Regions from separate parts of the Hordeum vulgare genome. Here region 1 is linked to region 2. The links are chromatin contacts, called in public Hi-C maps. All regions are on one chromosome and are shown on one strand. Each heading gives the region's core, a stretch centred on a gene start, on an enhancer-like site or on the middle of the called end of the contact. The rest is flanking DNA. Distances are from core to core; before and after follow the strand shown.

The links. A called contact is a pair of places that touch in the nucleus more often than the background predicts.
Region 1: a contact with region 2 is called in a Hi-C map of leaf, with 6 times the contacts expected there. The contact joins the promoter of LOC123427196 here to the promoter of LOC123427165 in region 2. A contact is called at or near these places in 2 of 6 Hi-C or Micro-C datasets (both in leaf).

What each region holds. Positions count from the first base shown.
Region 1 is chr1H:137,992,596-137,998,922 of MorexV3_pseudomolecules_assembly, reverse strand. LOC123427196 reads right to left here and starts at 2,097. Exons shown (of 22, transcript XM_045111191.1): 1 at 1,048-2,097; 2 at 406-521. The coding sequence starts at 1,889.
Region 2 is chr1H:137,064,006-137,069,716 of MorexV3_pseudomolecules_assembly, reverse strand. It overlaps LOC123427165 (serine/threonine-protein kinase 38-like), which reads left to right and starts at 1,384. Exons shown (of 13, transcript XM_045111140.1): 1 at 1,384-1,814. The coding sequence starts at 1,657.

The DNA.
Region 1 (6,327 bases), core at 848-3,347, 930 kb before region 2:
AGTTATACTCATTGAAAATTCAGGCTCAGGGGAGATCTGGGCAAACTTTGCAACCAAGTTGATTTTTTCCATTGAAAGGTTAGTTTGAAGTAGTATGCTTAGTTGCTCAGATAGAATAATAATGTAAAAAGTTCCCAAAGTAGGCCACATATTACAATAACTAAACCCTATGCAATGCCTCTCCAAACCTAAACAAAATAGCATCCATAAACCAAATCAACATTCTTTTGCACCTTGATTGACATTTAGCCCGAACAATTGTGAAGACCAGAAAACAAATTCAACTCTACCAGAAAAAAGTGTGAATAGTATGAATATGGCATGTTATAAGAAAAAATAACTCCATGCAGCCCAACAGCTAGAACAGCAATGCAACGATCCAACTGGAAGCCCGTATTGGATTACCATGAACAAAAAAATGGGTGTCATCATGCCTACTGAAAACATCAATAGAAACACGTCCTCCACCTCCCCCAGACAAACCATTGCCTCCACAGGCACTTATTTTGCCACCGCCTTGCCTGTTCGAAGAAAATATTAGATAGGGTCAACTGAATTACCAATGGCCTATAACCAACATATTTGAGTAAAATGGAATTCTACATCATCATCAATTAATTGTGTTTTTAGAAACAGACTCTAGATAAGCATGAGTTGAAATTCTTAAAAACATACTCCCTCCGTCCCAAAATAAGTGTCTTAAGCTTAATAAAATTTTGTACTAGATCTAGTCAAAATTTTAGACAGTTATTTTGGGACAGAGGGAGTAGTATATACTAATAAGTTTGAGGAATGTACATATGAAGGGCCCTGTATTTATAGCAGAGGATGATACTATGAATGTATACTATCACTCCCTCTTCATATTCTAAGCAGATCAAAACACTGTTCCTAAACTAGAGATAGTGAGATTGCATTGAGTGCAATTCACTATTGAATTAAATTCTCAATTGTTCCAAAATCAGGTGCGTATGCACACTATAAAGTGCAGATATTTATCAAAATCTTTCTAAAAAATTACACCAAAATCATTGCAAAAATACTCACATAGTTGCAGCCTTAAGATAGATGCTTCCCCCAGAGCCACCCCCACCATTGGTGCCACCATCACCGCCATTTGCAATAACTGTTCCATTCATGACAATTTCATCTGCAAACAACCACACTACTCCGCCACCCCCACCACCATAATCCTTCTCGACGCTAGTAGACCCACCTTTGCTCCCATAGCTATTCGGGGTCTTGAGCTCAGACCACGCATAGGTATCGCCACCCCACGAGTCCTCCTGCGCTTGACCCTTATTGACGTAGCAGCTTGCGCCACGGCCACCATGCCCACCACCATCTCCATATGTCCCGGTGGGTACGCCACTGGTCTTATCCGGCGGGTTGCCGGCAAGCGCAGTGGTGTCGATGACGGCGTCGGTGCCAAGAGTGATGTTGGTGGCCGCGAGAGAGACCCATCCGGCTACCACACGGGCGCCATGGCCGAAGCGGATATCACCAGACAAATTGGCGGAGACAACGCAACCTGGCCTCTGGCAGGTGACAGAGACGCCGTCGAGGAGCTGGAGGCTGCCATTTCCGCTGATGAAGACGCCGCCTCCCTCGAGCCGCACGGAAGCGGGGACTACGCAGCGCGTGTCAAGGTCGCCCTCGCCACCGAGGTCGCCGGCGCAGGTCGCCGGCGGGGCGGCCGGCGGGGGCGGCAGCGCTGGGGGAGGCGGCGGCGTGTAGTCGTGGAATGTCAGGATCGAATACGCCTCCGCTTCCTCGGCCCCCCGATCGTACACCCCGGGGCTAGGGTTACCTGATGCGACGGCGAGGAGGGCAAGGAGGAAGAGGTGGTGGAGGCGGCGACGAAGGGGAAGGGGAATGTGGTGGGCCATGGGGTGGGAAGCATCAGAGTACGAGCGCCACGGGTGGTAATAGGGGCAGGGTAGGGGTTAGGATCAAGGCCAGGGCAGCGACGGCGATCGCCGGAGATGGCGAGGTGGGCCGTCGGGGCTGGGGTTTGGTGATGGCTTGTTTGCTTTCCACTCTTCCGTTAGCGAATGGGATTCAGTGCGCACAGTGCGGCGGGAGAGAGGATAGTTGGGCCGTTGGATGTGCCTAGTGATGTGGTCGAGCTAATGGGGTCGTGGGGCAGGCATTTTTGCTTTCCGGATGTTTGAGATGTGCTTCTGTTATAATCGGTTTTTTTAGGGAGGTAAAAAATCGATTAGTTTTGAACTCTTTATGACTAAGTCATTTTTTTTACTTTCTAAAAATATTTAGGTTACTATTTTTTATATAACTAAACATAAATCAATTTTAGGCATAAAGAAATTCAACCGAAGAAAAAATCAACCGACTAAATGCATACATATCCTTGTTTGTGACATTTTTAACTGTGGTATGCTTATTACCAATAAATTAAACATTTTCTTACATAGAGTGTGTTTTTTATCTTAGTACAACATACTCGGCAAATGTTAAAGAGTTGTGATTTTGACATCTCCGTAGATCATCAACTACATGCCCAAAGCCATCGTCATGGAGGTCATGTTTCTTTTGTACACGCTTTTCATTCACGTCATGTCTTCTTTCTCTTTCGTGTTAGCATATCTTGTGAATTTTAGAGGATTTTGTCGCTCATACTTTACGGCACCTCCACGATGCATCATGTGATGGAGTAATCCCAAACAAGTTCATGTCACATGGTGAAGGATTCCCACGGGATAATGCATAACAAACTACTTACTTTGTACGTATCACCTTGCCTTTGCAAGCCATTAGGTTGAAGTAAGCTTGTGGGCAAAAATCTATAGTAGAGTGTTTAAACATGTTGCATCGTTTCTTTTGATAGAAAATTTGTATATCGCATTTGTTTCCAAAAAATAAATGTAAACTTTGATAATAAGCTTAGATCTAAAATACAAATATGTTGGTTCTTATGTTCTTTAACTATTGATTGTGTCATCTCTAACAACCAACCATATGTTTCTTCACGAGAGACTTTTACGTATTTTATATGCCTTACTCGACCACTAGTGAGGTTATCTTAGAAAGTGGGGGCTTGTTATCCTAATTCAAATTTAGATTCTTTTGTAAATATTGTTGCTATATTGATTAAATACTTGCCAAATTGGAAAATCAATCTCTTTACTAAAATAAGAGATAACTGAAACACAATGCACTGCTTGCCATTATGTGATATCTAGTTAAGCTTTCTCGCTTGTTTGATTAGGGTCTTTGTGAACACTTATATATATATATATATATATATATATATATATATATATATATATATACATACATATATATATATGTGTGTGTGTGTGTGTGTGTGTGTGTGTGTGTGTGTGTGTGTCGGTGCTAAAACCGGGGGATCTTGAGTAGGGGGTCCCAAGGTGGCGATGTGGGAACGATGTTGAATATGAGATAATAGGGACAATGTTTTACCCAGGTTCGGGCCCTCTCGAAGGGGTAAAACCATATGTCATGCTTTAACTGTAATGATTTGATGGGGTGCAAAGTACATGTTGATCTACCTTGAGATTGAAAGATTGTGTTCTAAACCCTAAAGTTGGTATTCGTGCCTCTGAAGTCTAAAACCCTCTAGTTATATACACACCGGGGTACCTAGGTTACACGTATGGTCGGTTGTCGTCTAGGGATAAACTTATCGACTGCTGAAACACTCGTTGAGGTGCACGCAAAGTCTTCGTGAGTTTCCATCTTATTCACGCCGAGGTGTTGGAAATATGCCCTGGAGGCAATGATAAATTGGTTATTATCATATTTTCCTATTCATGATAAATGTTTATTATCCATGCTAGAATTGTATTGACCGGAAACTTAGATAGATGTGTGGATACGTAAACAACATTGTGTCCCTAGTAAGACTCTACTAGACTAGTTCGTTGATCAAAGATGGTTAAGGTTCCCTAACCATTTTTATGAGTTGTCATTTGATAACGGGATCACATCATTAGGAGAATGATGTGATGGACAAGACTCAATTGTAAGCACAACATTTAATCATATCACTTAGTTTATTGCTACTGATTTCTTCATATAAAGTATTTGTTCTTAAGACCATGAGATCATACAACTCCGTGACACTAGAGGATAACCTTCTGCCCTATCAAACGTCACTTCGGAATTAGGAGTATTCATGCCATGTTTGCCTATGTTTACAATACTCTTTTATGGTTTTGATGCACTTTATATGATTTACTTAGAACTAACTTAGACTGACATTGTTTTTAGCATAATTACCATGGTGTTGTTTTTGTGCACAAAATGAAAGTTCTCAAAATCGCCCGAATTTTTTTAATATTTTTTATGAAGGAAATAAGCAGTACTGAAGCGAAGAACCACTGGAGGGGAGCTACCTATGGCCCACAAACCAACAACCCCCCCCCCCCCCGGTCACACCCTGATGGCTTGTGGGACCCACTTGGTTCCGTTTGGCGTGATTCCAACGCTAAAAATCCTATATATACCAAAAATTCCAGAAATAAAGAGAGAACTTCCGCTCCGCCGCCACAACTCTTTGTATCAACGAAAAACCATCTGAAACCTTTCTAGTGCCCTGTCGGAGAGGGTAAATCATCTTTGATGGCCATCTTCATCATCCCGGCGTAGGCCATGACAAGGAGGGAGTAGCTCACCCTCGGGGCTGAGGGTATGTACCGGTAGCTATGTGTTCAATCTCTCTCTCTCTATCTATCTATCTATCTATCTCTCTTCTCTCTCTCTCTCTCTCTCTCTCGTGTTCTTGAGATGGCACGATCTTGATGTATCACGTGCCTTGCTAATCTAGTTGGATCATATGATGTTATTCCCTTGCTACCTAGTTGTGATCATATAATGGTTTGTCTTGGTTGCCCACATGAATGTTGAGATGACTATGATGTAGTATGATAGGATGGTATGCTCCTTTGAATGATTCAAGTGGCTTGACTTGGCGCATGTTCACGCATGTAGTTGAAACAAAATCAACATAGCCTCTATGATGTTCATGTTCATGGTGATTTATGTCCTACTCATGCTTGCACTCAATATTAGTTAATCTCAATGCATTTTGATGACTGTTGTCGCTCTCTAGTTGGTCGCTTCCCAGTCTTTTGCTAGCCTTCACTTGTACTAAGCGGGAATACTGCTTGTGCATACACTTCCATAAACCCAAAGTTGTTCCATATGAGTCCACCATACCTACCTATGTGCGGTATCTACCTGCCGTTCTAAGTAAATTTGCATGTGCCACTCTCTAAACCTTCAAGAAATAATCTGTTTTGCGTGCCCGAACCGCCCATGTGGTGACAGGGGGCTATTGGTATCTTCCATGCTAGGCGTGTTATCCTCGATATGTGTTTATTCACTATCATTCACGAGAAAGGGGTCGGTAATTGGAATTCCCAGTTCCATGCTCAAATCGAAAAGATAATTGCAAACAAAACTCCCCCAGGATTGATGTTGGTATGGACGGTACCGAGGATTCGGCTAGACGTGGAATGTGATTGATTGGTGGTGGGGTGGGTCAAAACTTTACTTTTCTGTTTGGGAACCGCCTATAGCATGTGTAGCGTCGAAGATGTTGAGAACTCTTAGTCATTGCATTGACAATGAAAGCATGCCACCCAAAATTATTATCTCTGTTTTCAAAGCTTGAGCTCTGGCACCTCTGCAAATCAATGCTTCCCTCTGCGAAGGGCCTGTCTATTTATGTTCCTCTTGAGTCATCCTCCTCTTACAAAAGCACCAATTAGAGAGCACCTCTGTCATTTTTATGCTTTGCTTTTAACTGTGTTGAGTATGACTGTGACTGGATCTTCATTGCCTTGAATTACAATGTTTAGTCAGCCCTTGGTATGTGAAGGTGCTCTGCATTTATGTTCTGCGGTCTCAGAAAGAGCTAGCGAGATACAATCTATTCGTACTGCTTCATGTTGTTTTGATTGAAGTGTTGACACTTGAGGCTTATTATTATTTGCTCTCTAGTTGATTATGCCATTGATATGAGTTTACCGTGAGACCTAGATGTCATTTGCTTATATGGTTTGCTTGTGATCTTGCTAAAATTCTGGTTATGAGTTAGAGATAGTTGCAACAACAAGATCAAACAGACTTCGTCAAAGTTTTTCTTTTGTCTCTTTCAGTTTGTCAACTGAATTGCTTGAGGAGAAGCAAGGCTTTAAGCTTGGGGGAGTTGATACGTCTCCGTCGTATCTACTTTTCTGAACTCTTTGCCCTTGCTTTGGACTCTAATTTACATGATTTTAATGGAACTAACCCGGACTGACGCTGTTTTCAGCAGAATTGTCATGGTGTTGTTTTTGT
Region 2 (5,711 bases), core at 135-2,634:
TTCAAGGGAGTGTTGCAGATTTGTTAATGACGGAATTAGCAGTGGCAGCGACATGGTATATATGGTGGCAGCACCGCCTAATAGTTAAGAAAAATATTGTTTAGTCTCGGAGAAGCACTAGCTATCAAGGTTTTGGTGATGAACTACTTGAGATCAACTAGTCTCAAAGGTCCATAGAGGAAGAGTGATCACATGTGGTCGAAAATGATGTATGGGACGGTGAAAATAAACGTCGATGCCTTGTTCCGATATAAAACACTCTCATGTGCGCGTGTGCTGTGGCTCGTGATGACCGAGAAGGTTTTATTGGTGCAACAAGCTGGTTTTTGGAAACCATAAATGAGGTGGACTCTGCTGAGCTAACTGCCATCACGAACGGATTATACTTGGCTGACCATCTTGAATGTACTAAGGTAGAATTCAAATCAAATTGCTCCTTTACCGTTGACACGATGAATCAGACCGAGAAATATTTAGGACCGACCGTGGCAATCGTCAATGAATAAAAGCAGCTTATAATATTTTTTTAATCCATGTGTTTCAAACATTGTTGCAAAGAGGCTATTTGATTCAAATGAGGCCTTATCTTGTCTACGAGGGAATGGACTTGATCGTTCTGCCTATGATCATCTTGTGGCTGAAATTAAGGATTTGAGGAGAGATAACAATTTATTTCTCAAAAGTTAGCTAGGGATCAAAATAGAGTTGCCGATCGGTTGACACATTATAGTCGTATAGAGTGTATCAGAGCTGTGTGGATGCATGTAGGACCACCATATATTAAGGATCTTTTGTCTCTTAATTGTAACTCTTTTAATATGAGATAAAACTCTTTTCTCCTCGCAAAGAAAAAAACATTGTTATAGAGAGTGCAACCAGGTGGTAGATGAATTAGCAAAACATTCCTTCACTAAGTACTCCCTCCTGTCCTTTTTAGTCTGCATATAAGTTTTGTCCAAAGTCAAAGTATCTCTACTTTGACCAAACTTATAGAAAAAAAATTACGAACATTCACCATGTCAAATCAACATTCTTAGATTCTTTACGAAATGTAGTTTCATAATATATATATTTGGTATTGTAGATATTGATATTTTTTAATATAAATTTGGTCAAACTTTGCAAAGTTTGACTTGACCGAAATCTAATACGCGGAGTAAAAAGGACAGGAGGGAGTACTAGACTTTCTGGGTCTTGAGATCCGTGACTTTATTTCTCCCCTATACTTGTAAACGATATGTAGAAATAAAGTCTATTTGCTGTCAAAAAAATATTAAAGTAAAACTGAAATAAAATAAAAGGGGTATCGTGTTTCAGGAAAAGAAAAGGTAGGGATAGTATCCTGCAAAATTGCCTTTTCTTCCGAATCAATGGTGTAAAATTGCCATAGAGCTCGGTGTGCTCCATTTACTCATTAGCTGTCTCCAGCCTGTTTTATTATTATCAGAAGGAAAGAAAAGCTGTCTCCAGCCTGTAGTCCTCCACTAAAAAAGACGAGGCTATTCAACTCTAACCTCAAACTAACCAAACAAGAAACAGCCGCGTCGGCGAAGCCATACTAGCACTACCAAGAGAGAAAACAATTTTAAAAGAATTTCGAGTTCGTGACAGCGAGAAGCAGAGCCCAGTCGCGGGGCCGCGGGCGTGCGCGTTAGCATGGAGAGCGAGACGGCGGCGCGCGGTGGCCGGAGCCAGCCGCTGGCGGAGGAGGCGGTGGGGTCCAGCCGCACCATGGAGCGCGTCGCCGCTGCGAAGAAGATCATCGAGAACGACTACCGCGAGCGCATGAAGAACCTTCGGGAGCGCAACGAGAGGTACCACCGGCTTCCCATCCCCGTCCCGAAACTCCCGATTATTTTTATTCGGCCGCGTGCGGGTGTACCTGGATCTCGGGGGGTCGGGATGATCGAGGGGTTGGGGATATCTCATCTCAGCGATTCGGGGCTTTATAATTTTATCCTCGGTAGTTTCCGCTGCATGTCTAGCTGGTAATTACTAATTCGGCGACTTTTAGGGTAGATTATACTGTGAGCTATCTTTGTACTTTGGGTTGTGCAATTTTAGTGTAGGTTGGGGCGAGCTGATTCCCTGAGGGATGTTGGATGGTTGACACTATCTGTTAAGTGGATTGAGTTGTTGCTCACTGCTCCCCCGTTGAGCTGAGCATCCTTTGTCAAATGCGGTTCTTGGATTGTAGCTGGAAGAAAACAGGGGCTTGTGTTGTCTGATTGCTTATGTGGAGAATTGGTCTTGACATATTGGTGCTTGCAGCGTGTAGACCTGAGTTTTTTGCTCCATGCTCACTAGTGCTGTCTTTTGTACTTTTTGGGGGCGGTCTGCCTGTTCAGGCATGCGCAGACATGCTGTAAGTTGGGTTTTAGGTCATCTCCAAGTCGGGCACCCATTCCGGCCCCAAATGTCCGACCTGTCCGGTCCAGACACGTTTAGCGGGCACCCATTTTGAGCTGGACTATGGAATCTCCTAGTCTGGCCCCAAATCAAGGGGCGGAGTAGGAGAGTCTGGACGTCTGCCACGTCAGATCCGACACCCGAACCCATGCCAAAAACCCTAACCAGTCCCTTCCCCGTCCACACCCCACACTATCTTTCCACACCCAACCCTGAGGTCGCCACTCGGCCCTGTCCAACATCTTCGAGGTGCTGCCCTCGGAAGGGCCCATGTCGGCCAAATCCGAAGAGTATCAAGCGGCAAGAGTGCCGGGCGAGAGAGAAGGCGCGAGGGGCCAGTGAGGCGGTGTGAGCATGAGCTCCTCTTGCAAGCTACGCCGCTGTGCCGTGTGTGCCTGCACACACATTGCCCCCTGCCTCCACCCACTCCCATCTCCCGTTCATCGTCAACGTCAACATCAGTACATCGAGTCATTGCGGCTCATCCGACAACATACACCACCGGAGGATAGCTTCTCTGCAGGCGCTGCACCCTGTTCACCGGACCTCCCCCGCGTAAGCTCAACGGCGGCCAAAGAGGTGATGATGTCCATGATCAACGATGGTCAAACGAATGGAGGGGGTGGAAAAACAGTACTCGCTAGTGCCAAGATGGAAGTAAAGAAAGTGAATAGAGGAGTTGTATACACCACCAAGGAGGACAAGCTGTTTTGCTTGGCTTGGTTGGGCACAAGCGTTGATCCATTCGCCGGTGTTGAGCAAAGGGATGCGACGTGTTTTAGGAAGGTACCGAGCAAAGGGGTGCGACCTTATTGAGGAAGGTGCATGATTTCTTTCATGACATGAAGAACTACCCGCTGTATCATGTGGCAAAAATCGGTGATTAGAGTGAGAACTCCTTCAATCATCGTTGAACAAGTATTGTGGTGCATATGCCCAAATCAAGAACAGTGCACCAAGTGGCATGGGTACCGTTGAGCTCGTAAGTTTTGCTTCCCACAAAGTTGATCATATGATTTATTTGCCCTATGTTGCAATATTTTTCATCACGTGATTCATTTGCTTTTCTAGCCGGCCTTGCGGCGACATTGTACAAGAAAATCGAGGGTAAGCCATTCACGATTCATCATTGTTGGATCAAATTGACTGGCCAAATCGAATGGAGTGACTTGGCCAATTTACTCAAAGACGCCAACGCCAAAAGTGGCGCAACCTCCCAAATGGATGAAGTTGATGAAACAAGCGGTGGAGTTCAAGGGGGACTTGCACTGGCACCCCTTGTACCGAGGTCGAGGGGGGAAGAAGTGGGAGACCGAGAGGGCAAAGTGCAATCGGGCGGCTAATAAAATGTTGGATAAGTGGGAGGACATTGTTAAGTTTCATGCACTAGCCAACGCAACCAAAGTCCGAACTGATGGAAAGGGCTAGGCAATCCACATATAGTGTAACACCCCCTCTCACGTGTGACAGGGAAGACAAGTCAACACGTGCAACCGGAAGAGAGCGACGGCGCGCGAAGCTCACGTATGACTGAAGAGGCCTCTACGTGGACACAAAGGGGGGCTGCCAACAATTTTTAATAAATTGCGAAAGCCAGGACTTGAACTCAAAACCTTAGCTCTGATACCATGTTAAGCTTCATGCACTAGCCAACGCAACCAAAAGTCCGAACTGATGGAAAGGGCTAGGCAATCCACATATAGTGTAACAGACATCATGGACAAGAACAAGGTGGCAAGTGCCAAACACAATGAGCTCAAGGAGGTAAAGAAGGAGGAGAGGTTTAAAGAGTTCATAGAGATGCAAGCAAAGAAGGTTGACATTGAGGAGAAGAGGCTTGCCGTTCAGATGGTGTGCGAGGAGTCCAAGGTCATGTATGTCAAGGCTGACGACTAGGATGCCGATGCGGCGTTGTGGTTTCACTAAATGCGTTGCATGCTATGCAAGAATTGTTTGTGCACAATTTATCTTCCAATTGTTTGAACATTGATGAAATTCGACTTGGTGAAAAAAATAGGGCGGAGGAAGGACAAACAAGTAGGGAGATTTTTTGTGATAGCCTTGAGATGCCCTTAGTGGCATGTTTTAACAATTATAAATTAGACATAGCAATGTGCTTTAAGGAGTTCGACAATAGTGGGTGGAGCCAGTATTCTGTCATGTGTGCATGTAGGTGGGTCGCCTTTGTGGTGGGACTAAGCGCACATTTGCACTTGACCGAGCTTGACATTGGACGATGAGGCTGACACATTACTTACACTTAGTCAATCAATGTCACAAACAAAACAGATACAAGTGTCTGATCAAAGCCTAAACGAACAAAAGAGACGAAACATTGTGCACATTTTTGGGAGTTTAGGAAAACATTGTGTATTTGTGCAGTAGATAGATTAAGTGTGAACTTGAAATGCTCACTAAGAATATATTTTTGGCGCCTTTTAGCCTCCGTCCAAACAGACATTTAATCACATAGGATAAGTTATAAATGGCTGGTATTATGCCAATAAAAGCTACTCCATCCATCCAAGTTTATTAGGCAACATTTTGGATATCTTCAAGTAAAGAAATTGAATCCCCACAAAAAGGAAAAGAAAACTTTTTGAGAGCGATCTACGTATTATGCATACTAGTTAAGTGCCCGTGCGTTGTTACGGGGCAAAACAACAATTATAGATGAGTTTAAAATTCTTACGTATTTGCTTGGTGACATTCCTATTAAAGATTATTCATCCGTGTCACTCTATTTTAGTTTCCTTATGCATATGCTGTCGAATTGCCACCCTGCATATATCTCCTGCAAAGTTTGTGGCTGGCTTCTGCATCTTGACCGCCTCAACACAAGCTTCAACCTGCACCAGAAAAACCTTCTGCCTTCCGTGACATGCCCGATGTGCATAGCCCATGCAGAGGACCGCCTACATCTATTCGTCCGCTGCCCCTCGGCGGCCAGAGTCTGGCGGAAGGCAGGAATTCATCCGCCTACAAACCCCTTGGAAGGCATTTGGGAAACAGCACCACCGGCAGGGCTGCCAGCGACCAAGATGGTGCTCGTGATCCTGACTATCCTTTGGAAAATTTGGGACGCCAGGAATGCTAAAGTTTTCCGTCAACAAAACCTCCGTTGAGGATGTAACACGGAACTCTCTCTCTCTCTCCGACCTCTCTCTATGGTCTAACCGGCTGAAAACGCCTGAACTTAAAGGCGTGACTTTCTTTCCTCTCGATAGCCTTGTGCTTGCGGGATTACCCACCTAGGTGAAACTTTCCACAAAAAAAAAACTCCTGCTCTAGGAACACACTAA